Linked DNA regions of Mus musculus: region 2 is linked to region 1. The links are chromatin contacts, called in public HiChIP or PLAC-seq maps. All regions are on one chromosome and are shown on one strand. The core of a region is the stretch at or near the end of the contact, and the rest is flanking DNA. Distances in the headings are between cores, read along the strand shown.

What was found. HiChIP or PLAC-seq counts read pairs in DNA pulled down with a chosen protein or histone mark.
Region 2: a FOXA1 HiChIP or PLAC-seq map of pancreatic cancer cells shows a contact between it and region 1. The contact joins two enhancer-like sites. A contact is called at or near these places in 2 of 115 datasets of contacts at active chromatin or transcription factors (embryonic stem cells and pancreatic cancer cells) and 1 of 9 other capture datasets (pancreatic islet).

The regions. Positions count from the first base shown.
Region 1 is chr11:86,960,756-86,963,506 of GRCm38.p6, forward strand. The region is part of intron 2 of Ypel2 (yippee like 2); the gene reads right to left. Among named protein-coding and RNA genes, the nearest start is that of Gm51915, 21 kb to the right of the region's middle. Within about 2 kb of position 1,401, at least 103 of the 459 cell types and tissues checked have an H3K27ac peak or open chromatin away from gene starts, as enhancers often do. A contact at or near this core is called in pancreatic cancer cells and pancreatic islet, where this site is marked.
Region 2 is chr11:86,597,385-86,600,154 of GRCm38.p6, forward strand. The region is part of intron 10 of Vmp1 (vacuole membrane protein 1); the gene reads right to left. Gm46289 (a long non-coding RNA gene) reads left to right here. Exons shown (of 2, transcript XR_001780284.2): 2 at 1-1,111. Among named protein-coding and RNA genes, the nearest start is that of Gm46289, 8.2 kb to the left of the region's middle. Within about 2 kb of position 1,362, at least 37 of the 459 cell types and tissues checked have an H3K27ac peak or open chromatin away from gene starts, as enhancers often do. A contact at or near this core is called in pancreatic cancer cells and pancreatic islet, where this site is marked.

The sequences.
Region 1 (2,751 bases), core at 151-2,650:
CTGTCTGTTTCTAGTCAAACTGTATTGTTACCTCCCCTCCCTCAAAGCCATTTAGTGGTTCCCTACAGCACACAAAAATGAGTCTAAACTCCTTTCACTCTACTCTGTGGCTCACATTTGCAGACCTCCTGCTTCTGAAACAGGCTCGGCTCATCTGCCTTACCTGTGGTTCCCCAGGCATGACTCTCTAAGAAACACTCCACTCAGAATGGACTCCTGTCTTATCCACAGAGCTAGAGTTCAGATCTATGCAGGATAGATACAGAAGCCTGTGTGTGTGTGTGTGTGTGTGTGTGTGTGTGTTTCAGCCCATTGTATAAGAAGCCTGTGTGTGTGTGTGTGTGTGTGTGTGTGTGTGTGTTTCAGCCCATTGTATAATAACAATGTAGCTGTTTGTATATTTGCACTGGAACATAAGCTGTCTATAGGCATTAGTTATATTCTGGCCACCTCAACAGCCCCAGGGCTGCATCCAGCAGTGTTCATGGTCTATTTAGTGGTCAGGGAGGTTCAGAGACTTGTCCAAGGTAACACTGAAAACTCAGTGCAAAGCCAGGCCTCAAGGAGAAGTGACTTAACCTTTCAATTCAGGAATTTGAAAATGGCGCCACTGACTCTTTACCCAACGGGGACACACAGTATTTTCCAGTTAGAATGAGGAGCCTTTTTAAGCTGGCTTGATCTGCAGCTTAACCTTATGGTGGGAAAAAAGTCCAGCCAGCAGAATGGAATTTCCCATACAGTTGCCTCAATTCCCAATACTATCCATGCCACGCCAACTGGAGATTCCTGCTGAAGGCCTGTGCGGCCACTTCCCCCAACACTCAGTTCACAATGGTCGTCTCAAACATCTATCCCGGGCACTAGCAAGGCCTGGAAGCCCAGGGCCACTCGTGTTTGTAAATCATGTTTCCGCAGCGCTCTGGCGCTGTTTGTTGATATTTTCTCCAGTACCACAGAGGTCAGCCATTAAGACAATAGTCTCAGCAAAGCCCAATATTTACTATCTGGTCTTTACAGAAAGTCTTGTTGACCCTTGGCTTTAACCCAAAGAAGAGAAGCTCAAGACTCCAGAGAGCCCCTACCACCACCAGAGACAGGCTCCCCAATCTCACCCACCCCCAACCTCCCTTTTCTTTGCAAGCTCAGTTTTTTTTTTTTTTTTGAATGAAGTCATTTCTGTTTTTAGCACTGCTTGCGAGCCTGGGATGCATGCTAGCCAGTTTAGAGACATACAGGAGCCTGGATACCTAGCACATGACCTGGCACCTAATGGAGCTCAATAAATGTTTACTGAATAAACCAAGGCTTGGGAAGTCAGCCAGTCTAGCCCTAAACCAAAGTCCATCCCCCTGTCAGTTTCAAGGTGACCAATCACACAGGTGGCTGGCAGCAGCCTGGTGACCTAGATGTGCCAGGGCTTATCTTATCAGCTTTCCTTCTTCCTCCTGTACTTACCCAGCACCCTGCCCCCACAGTGCCCAGGGCGGAATGGCCGGTTGTTTTCACAGAAGAGGCAGACAGGCAGGGAGGAGCTTTCCTCCTCCACAGATATACTTTGCGTTCCTTCTTTCTCCTGGTAAGGGGAGGATGAAGAAATATGATTTCATTTACTCTCCCCTCCCAGGTTTCCTGGGTGAAATCTGTCTGGAATAAGCCTCCTGGGTACCCTTCCTGTCATTTGGAACTTCCAGCATGGAAAGAGAAAAGGGGAGCCTAGGGGTAGGCTTGGGCGACTCTTAGAAGGTCCAGAGTTATGAGCAGAGCAGTCGCTAGCTAACAGGGAGAGGCCTCCCCAAACAGGAGCACACAGCAGGCAGTTGTGCTAGGCTGAACTAGCACAGGCTGGCACTGCAGGATGGGGGGGGGGGGTGGAGAGCTGTAGGCACTAGGGCATCTCACAGAATACAATCTGAACAGTATGAAGGTGATGGTTTCTCAGCACCATAGACCTCCTCAGGGATCTGGCTCTGGGTGAGGGCTCCCATTTTGGCTGCTACCCACTATGTAGCCAAAGGGTCCTATGGACCAGCTCAGGGAGGCCAAGACTTTTCTGTCTGCCAAGGCATCCCTAAAGTCTAAGAGCTAAGGGATGGGGCTTGCTGCAGCAGGTCTCCTGCTGGCCTCTTTTTTCATATCCATGGATGTTTCTCTATCCATCTGTTGGGAAACCGATGCTAAAAAAAGAAAAAAAGAAAAATGTTCTTAATGGGGCCAACCCGCACATGGAAGAAAGGGGGCTCCTGGCTCCTCAAAGATGGTCTAATTTCCTACTGATGGTTATATGCTGCCCCAAGGGAGAGGAGCCATGAGGAAAGGGAGACCAACATCACCTACTATAATGCTCCCTGACATTACAGTGGTCTAAAGAGGGTGTTTGTGGACCAGTGGATGCTGCTGTTTTTAGCAGCAGATGGTGGCTCTATCTCCTCCCCCACCCCCTCTCCTGACTCAGTGCCCAGACACCAGCCATAGGCCAGGGAAGGGAGAGAGCAGAGTTTGGCTGCTCTGACCTCTAAGATAATAGAGAAGGGATCACGGGGTCAAACCCTTCCTCTGAATTCTGCTGCATTTGGGGAACAAAGATATCAGTTTTGTTTTGCTTTTGTTTTGTTTTGTTTTTTTAAGATAAAGATGTCTCCTTTCAAAAGAACCCCAACCCCCATGTCCACCCTGTAGCCTCACAGAATGAAGCTAACTGACAAGCTATGACCAGCTAGGGATGCAAAGCCAGCCTGGAAACCTTCTTCC
Region 2 (2,770 bases), core at 112-2,611, 360 kb before region 1:
GAGAGAAAGTTACAAAAGAAAAGAAAAGAAAAGAAAAGAAAGGAAGGAAGGAAGGAAGGAAGGAAAGAGTTTAAGATCATTCTGAGTTGAACCAGACAAACCTGAGCTACATGAACCCATGCATTCAGGATTTAGGGTTATATTTATTATTTTTGTTACAGTGCTAAATATCCCCTGTAAACACTCTACCACAGAGCTACAGCTACAGCCATATTGGTAATTTTCATTTTGAACACTTATATTTTAAAACATCTAGGCAGGCCTCGTTAATCCTAGCATTTGGGAGACAAAGGCAGGTGGATCTCTGTGAGTTTGAGGTCAGCCTGGTCTACAGAGCTAGTTCAAGGAAAGTCAAGGCTACACAAAGAAACCCTGTCTCAAAAAAATAAGAAGTAAATAAATTAAAAAAAAAAACAAAACAACCCAAAGCCAGAGAACATTTCCTATTTGAGCTAGGCATGGAGGTACTTGCTTTTAATATTAGCAGGTGTAGAGGTATGCTGATCTCGGTGAGCTTGAAGACAGCCAGAGTTATGAATAGAGATGCTGTCTCAAAAGACAAAACAAAGCAACAATGTCTTGTTTCAAAGTGTAGGAAAACAAATTTTGTCATGATTGGTGAGAGACTGTGATTATAATTTAATTACTGACAAAATACTAAAAACTCTTTTGGTATCTGATGTTGAAGCCAAATCTAATTAACTTATATTATTTAAAGATTTGTTTATTTAACCACTCAGCTATAACACACACACACGTAATTTAGACAAAGTTTCTCTGTGTAGCCCTGGTTGTCCTAGAACTAACTCTGTAGACCAGGCTATCCTTGAACTCAGAAATTTGGTGACTACCTCCCGGGTGCTAGGATCAAAGGCAGGATTACAGGCATGTGCGGGCTTATATATACTAATGAATAATGTGCACGCATATGTGTCAGCATGTACGTATGTGCACTCAGACAGGTGCCCTCAGAGGTCAAAGGCCTGGAGTGAGTCCCTTGGAGCTGGAGTTGCAGGTGGTTACAAGTCATCAATGTGCGTGTTTAAGCCAGAGCTATTTCTCCAGTCCCTCACTAGGATTCTTTTGGGGACCATGCTAATGCAGTTTAAAAGAAAGGAATAGGGGACAGAATATACTACAATTTAACCAAGTTGTCCAAATATTGAAGGCACTTCAACTTCTATATAATGTAGATAAATGGCAGAATTTCCTAGAAACTTCAAAATCTAAGGAAACAGAAGAATATTGGCTATACAAAAGATCTGCTGACTTTATAGGGTGGACCTTTATTTGAACACATGTGGTCATTTCCTGAGAATCTGCTGTGTGAGTCAGGCTGTCAGGTGCTCAGAACAGTAAACAATACACATGATCTCTGAAATTGAAAAGCTCACAGATGCTGGGAATGGGTCAGCAGGAGCAGGTGGACCTCTGTGGGCTGGCAGAAACAAGATGGTCATCAGGGATAGGGTGGTAGTTGAGTTGGTCCAGCATGCAAAAAGTCTTGGATTTAATCCCCAAAGCCACATAAACTGAGCTTGGTGGGGCACATCTTTAATCCCGGCTCAGGAGGTGGAGGTAAGTTTAAGAAGTTTAAGGTTAGCCTCAATTACATAAGAATGTTTGAAGTCAGCCTGGGCTACAGAAGACTCCCAGAAAAAATAGGGGCAAAGGGGGAGTAACAGAGGTAATCATACATTTATAAACATAAAGATAAACTCTAGCCAGGCGTGGTGGTGCAGGCCTTTAATCCCAGCACTCGGGAGGCAGAGGTGGCGGATTTCTGAGTTCGAGGCCAGCCTGGTCTACAAAGTGAGTTCCAAGACAGCCAGGGCTATACAGAGAAACCCTGTCTCGAAAAACCAAACCAAACCAAAACAACAACAAGAACAACAACAACAACAAGAACAACAACAACAACAAAACAAAACCAAGGGCTGGAGAGATGGCTCAGCAGTTAAGAGCACTGTCTGCTCTTCCGAAGGTCCTGAGTTCAAATCCCAGCAACCACATGGTGGCTCACAACCATCTGTAATGAGATCTGACGCCCTCTTCTGGTGCATCTGAAGACAGCTACAGTGTACTTAAATATAATAAATAAATAAATGGGTAAAAAAAAAAAAAAAAAAAAAAAAAAAAAAAAAAAGAAACCAAAACCAAATCAAAACAACCTTTAAGTGTATGTCATGTTTGTTGCTATGCAGAGAAGTCCCTGGCTTAGGAATATTTGACCAAATCACAGGAAGTTTTCTGAGGATAGGAGCTGAAATCTAATGGACATTCTGACTGTGGACTATGGATTTACCCTCTTTACATTTGGCACCAGTGTGGAATACACACACTTTTTGTGGCACTGGGGAATATATCCGGGACAATCTACATGAGAGGCCTATGATCTACAACTAAGCTGCCCATGGCTAGGAGATGATAATTGCTATTTGCACTACCAGAGGTTGAACTCAGAGCCTCAAGCATACTGCCAAATGGCATTCTGCTAAGCAATTGCTTTGGCACCTGAGATAACTTGATTGACAGACTGGGAGTTGCCAAGGACATATAATGTATAGAGGGCCAGGTGTCTTAAAGCGTGAGACAGTCCCTCATAACAAAGGATTATTTGGCCCAAAACACCATGAGTGTAAAGGTCAAGGCATCCTCAGGCAGGCAAAGGAAACAGCAGGCTCAGGCATGCATGCTGGGATCCAAGCATCCGTGACACTGAGCAGGAGAAGAATACTTGGAGCTCCTACACTGTAAGAACTTTTGGTTT